Linked DNA regions of Oryctolagus cuniculus: region 1 is linked to region 2. Evidence: chromatin contacts called from public Hi-C data. All regions are on one chromosome and are shown on one strand. The core of a region is the stretch at or near the end of the contact, and the rest is flanking DNA. Distances in the headings are between cores, read along the strand shown. Region 1 holds the start of PPCDC (phosphopantothenoylcysteine decarboxylase). Region 2 holds the start of COMMD4 (COMM domain containing 4).

Region 1 (2,807 bases), core at 274-2,773, 140 kb before region 2:
CCACCTTACGGCGCCGGCACACCAGGTTCTAGTCCCAGTCAGGGTGCCGGATTCTGTCCCGGTTGCCCCTCTTCCAGGCCAGCTCTCTGCTGTGGCCCGGGAGTGCAGTGGAGGATGGCCCAAGTGCTTGGGCCCTGCACCCCATGGGAGACCAGGAGAAGCATCTGGCTCCTGCCATCAGATCAGCGCGGTGCGCCGGCCGCAGCGCGCTGGCCACGGCGGCCATTGGAGGGTGAACGAATGGCAAAGGAAGACCTTTCTCTCTGTCTCTCTCTCTCTCTCACTGTCCACTCTGCCAGTCAAAAAAAAAAAAAAAAAAAAAAAGGAGTGGGCGGGGTCAGGTGGCTCACTGCAGGGCTGGGGGTTGGGGCAGAGCACAGAGAGCCCTCCCACCACAGCTGTTTGAGCAGCCCAGCTGAACAGAAAAGGGTCTGGGGGCTGGGGAATGAGGAGGGCAGAGGCATCCCCCATGCTCCCTTCCTCTGGCTGCCAATCCTGTGGCATCCATGCCATAGTGCCCTTCAAAAAAAGACTCAGCTTGGGGCCAGTGCTGTGGCATAGTGGGTAAAGCCACTGCCTGCAGTGCCAGCATCCTATACGAATGCCAGTTCAAGTCCCGGCTGCTCCACGTTGGAACCAGCTCTCTACCTGAGGCAGCAGTAGAAGATGGCCCAAGCCTTGGGGCCCTGCACCAGCGTGGGAGACCCAGAAGAAGCTCCTGGCTCCTGGCTTCGGATCAGCGCAGCTCCTGCCATTGTGGTCAACTGGGGAGTGAACCACCGGATGGAAGACCTAGGAGACCTCCCTCTCTGTGCCTCTCCTCTCTCTGTGTAATTCTTTCAAATAAAGGATAGCTCTAGGGCCGGTGTTTCGGCACAGGAGGTAAAGCCACTGCCTGCAATGCCGGCGTCCCACTTGGTTGCCACAGTGTCCCAGCTGCTCCATTTCAATCCTGCTCCCTGCTATGGCCTGGGACAGCAGCAAGATGACCCAAGTGCTTGGGCCCCTGCACCCGTGTGGACTCCAGGCTCCTGGCTTTGGCCTGGCCCAGCGCTGGCCACTGCAGCCACATGGGGGAGTGAACCAGCGGATGCAAGATACCTGTCTCTGCCTCTCTCTAACTCTGGCTTTCAAAATAAATAAATCTTTAAAATAAGATCCCAAGGCGGGAGCCCTTCGTGCCTGACGCTCGGGGTGGACCTAATCCTGCATTATTCTGCATTTCTGTTTGTCTTGAGAGCGGGGACGCCATACTTATCTTATATCCCTGTTTACCTCCCCAAAAAGCGGTTATTATTACTCAGTATTGAGTCCCCCGGTGATAAGCAGTGTGTGGGGGCAGGATGAGGGTGAGGCAGCCACACAATGAGGCCAAGCCCTGCCGAGAGTCCGCCAATACAAAGAACGCGGGGCCCAAATCATGAAAAACCGACTGTAGCTTCCGCAAGGTGGAGAAATGGACTACAACTCCCAGAAAGCAGAGCTGTGGACTACGACTCCCAGAAGGCCTCGCGGCCACGCTGCTTCCCAGGTCCTGTCGGGAGGCAGCGGAACCCTCGGAATCAGAGCGGAGGGTGGCCCAGATCACGCGATATTTGGGGCTGCCGCGAGTTGCGCCTGGCGCGGGTGAGCGGTCGCAGGGGCCTGGGAGCCTGGGGAGAGCGGAGAAGGCGCGCTCGCCGCCATGAGTCGCGGGCGTGTGTGTGTGTGAGGAGAGGCCGTGCCGCCCGTGCGACCCCTCCTCACCGCGGGCGTGCCGCCGGGGGCGGCGGGGCCCGGAGTAGGGGGTTCCCTCTGCGCCCGCCGGGCGGCTCCTCCCGCGTGGAAGGTGTCCTGTCCGCTCGCCAGCGCGCACCGCGTTTATCCCAGTGAACCACGAGCCTGCTTCCAGAAAGGGGCGGGGGCTGCCCGCGGTACCCAGGGCGGCGGAACAGTTGGTGGAAACAGGACGGAAGCCCCGGACGTTGGGGCTCCCCAGCCCGCGGGGGCCTCCGGGGCACCTGCCGCTGCAGCCGGTTAGCCAGGGCCCGAGCTCGCCCCGCAGCAGCCGCCTGCCCTCGTCGGCCCCGGGGAGGCGGTTAAGGTGGCGCGAGGCTCCGTGTGACTGGTGGGACACGGGCCCGAGCAGCGGCCGGGGTCAGCGGTGAGGGGCTTTGACGTGGTGGGTCCGGGTCCCGGTGACCCCCGGCCCTGCCTGGCCGGGTGCGCTGGCTCCTTTGTGCAGCCCTGCAGCAGCTCCGCCCACCCTTGTCCGCAGAGTGACTGGCAGGTGCCCCTGAGACCGGTCCGGGGCTCGAGCCGGGGCCCCTTGCTCCGCCCACTCCCCTGGCTGTGGCCCCGGCATGGCGGGCCCCTGGGGTGTCCCCGTAACCTGCGTGGGGTTCCTGAGGCTCAGGGCTCCTTGGGAGCGCAGGCCGCGGCTACCGCGGGGGCTCCACCCTACCAACTCCATCCAGTCGCTCCAGCTCCACACCCATTGGCTCAAGCCCCCACCCTGTTAACATGAGACTCCTGAATTTGGAGGGACAGATGCTCACAGCATAGCACCTGCCCTAGGATTCTCCGGGTGGCTGTCACGCACACCTGCCCCGGCTTCTAGAATGGGGGGTACAAAGCTGCTCAGTCCCTGGTGTGACTGCCCCGTGGCCTGGTCCCTAGGAGTGACGCCAGCCTGGGGGGCCGGGTCAAGGGCTGCTTCTGGTTTTGGGAGAATCCCCTTGTCCTGGCAGGGGTGGGGCAGGGAGGGGTTTGCCATCCCACAGGTAAGGCTGAGGCCCTCAAGGCTCCCTTGTCCCTGGGTGGACGCT
Region 2 (2,700 bases), core at 61-2,560:
CGCCCCGACCAGGACTAGAACCCGGTGTGCCAGCACCACAAGGCGGAGGATTAGCCTAGTGAGCCACGGCGCCGGCTTATTTATTTATTTTTAATGATTTATTTATTTGAAAGGCAGAGTTACAGAGAGGCAGGGGGAGAGAGAGAGAAAGAGAAAGAGAGAGAGATCTTCCATCTGATGGCTGCAATAGCCAGGACTGTGTCAGGCTGCAGCCAGGAGCCAGGAGCTTCTTCCAGGTCTCCCATGAGGGTGCAGGGGCCCAAGCACTTGGGCCATCTTCCTCTTCTTTCCCAGGCCACAGCAGAGAGCTGGATCGGAAGTGCATCAGCCGGGACTGGAACTGGCGCCCACCTGGGATGCCGGCACTGCAGGCGGCGGCTTTCCCCCCTACACCACACACCGGCCCCCGCCTGTCTGCTTTTAAGCTTGAGCGAGCATGCTAGGGGGTTTCTGCGCTCGGCCAAGTGCGATGCGGTGACTGCTATTGTCCGAGCGTGTTAGGTCGTAGTTCTACAGCACAGTCTGGGGGCGGGGGGGGGCGGGGGGGGGCGGCTTCTTTCTCAAGGTGGAGCTCAGGCGCTCCAGAATGGAGTCCCCGCTGTGCGGGTGTTGGTTCTGGCCTGCGGTGCCCGGCAGGGATCAGGGGCCGGCACAGAGCAGTTCCCTCTTCATTCGTCCTGCGCCTCTCGGCCTTCTGCTGCTTCTTCCCACTCCGCGCTGGCCGCCCGCGCCCAGGTGTCCCCCACCACCCCTCCCGCCTCGTCGCCCCTGAGCAGGAGGGGAGCTGGGCACGCCGCTCTCGGCCCCAGGGTGCACCTGCCACACTCCGGGACCCTGGGCACCGAGCCGGCTGCCCGCTGCTTGCTCTGTGCTTTGCAGTAAAAGTCGGCTTCCGGGGAACCCCGTGCTGGTTTTGGGGTGCAGGAACACGGCCCTCGCCTGGACCGCCTGGATCTGCGCCCCTGTCTGCTGCCGCTGCTAACGTGGGGTGAACAGTTGATGGAAATTCACTAAACTCGACGCTGCTCGTGTGCAGTTAGTTGTGTGCGTGTTGCTATAATTCAGTAACGTTTTAAAGTATGCCACAGCTATATTTGTGGTACTGCTTAACGGCGGGAGACGTGGAAACGACTGAGGACGCCCAGCTCCGCGGGTCCTGTCCAGGAGCCCACTCCCCGTGTCCTGCGGCCAGGATTCGCCCCATGCTGAACTGGGGCGAGGCCGGCTCCCTCCGGGTTCGGGCTCCTGCACTGCGTCCTCCGGTCCTCCAGGGGGCGCTCCCGCCCCCACGCGCCCCTCGCGGGCCACGCCCCCGGCCGCCGAGTCACGTGATCGCGGCATCAGCCGACTCCGCGCGCAGCGGAAGCCGAGGCTGCGGCGTCCCGGGCTCCCGGCGCGATGGTGAGCGCCTGCGGTGGAGCGAGGCAGCGGGTGCAGGGGCGGCGCCGTTGGGGCGCTGGTGGCTCCCGGAACGAGGAGCGAGGGCGGGGCTTCGGCTCTTCGGCAGGCGCGGTGGGGCGGAGCGTGAGACCCGCTGCCCCGCACGGCGGGGTCGCAGACCCGAGGCCGCCCGCTCCGGGTGCTCCCGTCGCCGGCCGGTGCGGAGCGGGTCTCCTGCGGGGTTGCCTGGCTCGGGAGCGTGCCCAGAGGTGCCCGCTTCCCCAGCCCGCGCGGTGGACAGGAGCTTGCGACTTGCCACCTCCTGCGTGCTCGCTCAGCTGACACCTGTCGGATGCGCGGTCTGAGCCCCGCGCCGCGCCGGGGGCGGGTGGGCGGTGAGGCGGCAGCGCGGTGCCCGGGGTGGGCTCCCGGTGCCGGTGCTGCCGCCCGCGTCCTGCTGACCCACACCCCGGGAGGCTGCAGTGGTGGCCCGAAGAGTTGGGTGCCCGCCACTCACGTGGGACACCTGGGTCGTGTTCCCCGCTCCAGCTCCGCCCTGGCCGTCGCAGGCATTCGGGGAGGGAACTAGGGGATAAGAACTTTCTCTCTCAAGTAGATTAAAACAAAAATTTAAAGATTTTTATGTACTTATTTGAAAGGCAGAGTTGGAGAGGTAGAGGCAGAGAGAGAGAGAGAGAGAGAGGTCTTCCATCCGTTGGTTCACCCCAGATGGCCACAGTGGCTGGGGCTGGGCCAGGCTGAAGCCAGGAGCCAGGAGCCTCTTCCAGGTCTCCCACGTGGGTGCAGGGACCACGCACTTGGGCCATCCCTCCACTGCTTTCCCAGGTGCATTAGCAGGAGCTGGGTGGAAAGTGGAGCAGCCGGGACTCGAACCTCCGTATGGGAGGCCGCACCGCAGCACCGGTCCCTCAAACAAATTTTAAGCAGAGAGATAGTGGACGTCTCCACCAGTGCCCCAGGTTGCTCGTGTGGGGGCTGGTTAGAAGACGTGGTAGGCCGGCGCCGCGGCTCACTAGGCTAATCCTCCGCCTAGCGGCGCCGGCACCCCAGGTTCTAGTCCCGGTCGGGGCGCCGGATTCTGTCCCGGTTGCCCCTCTTCCAGGCCAGCTCTCTGCTGTGGCCAGGGAATGCAGTGGAGGATGGCCCAAGTGCTTGGGCCCTGCACCCCATGGGAGACCAGGAGAAGCACCTGGCTCCTGGCTTCGGATCAGCATTGGAGGGTGAACCAACAGCAAAAGGAAGACCTTTCTCTCTGTCTCTCTCTGTCACTGTCCACTCTGCCTGTCAAAAAAAAAAAAA

Evidence for each region. A called contact is a pair of places that touch in the nucleus more often than the background predicts.
Region 1: a contact with region 2 is called in a Hi-C map of an unstated tissue, with 2.5 times the contacts expected there. The contact joins the promoter of PPCDC here to the promoter of COMMD4 in region 2. A contact is called at or near these places in 2 of 6 Hi-C or Micro-C datasets (ear pinna and an unstated tissue).

The regions. Positions count from the first base shown.
Region 1 is chr12:108,755,383-108,758,189 of mOryCun1.1, reverse strand. It overlaps PPCDC (phosphopantothenoylcysteine decarboxylase), which reads left to right and starts at 1,523. Exons shown (of 6, transcript XM_002722037.5): 1 at 1,523-1,626.
Region 2 is chr12:108,610,708-108,613,407 of mOryCun1.1, reverse strand. It overlaps COMMD4 (COMM domain containing 4), which reads left to right and starts at 1,310. Exons shown (of 8, transcript XM_051834639.2): 1 at 1,310-1,401. The coding sequence starts at 1,399.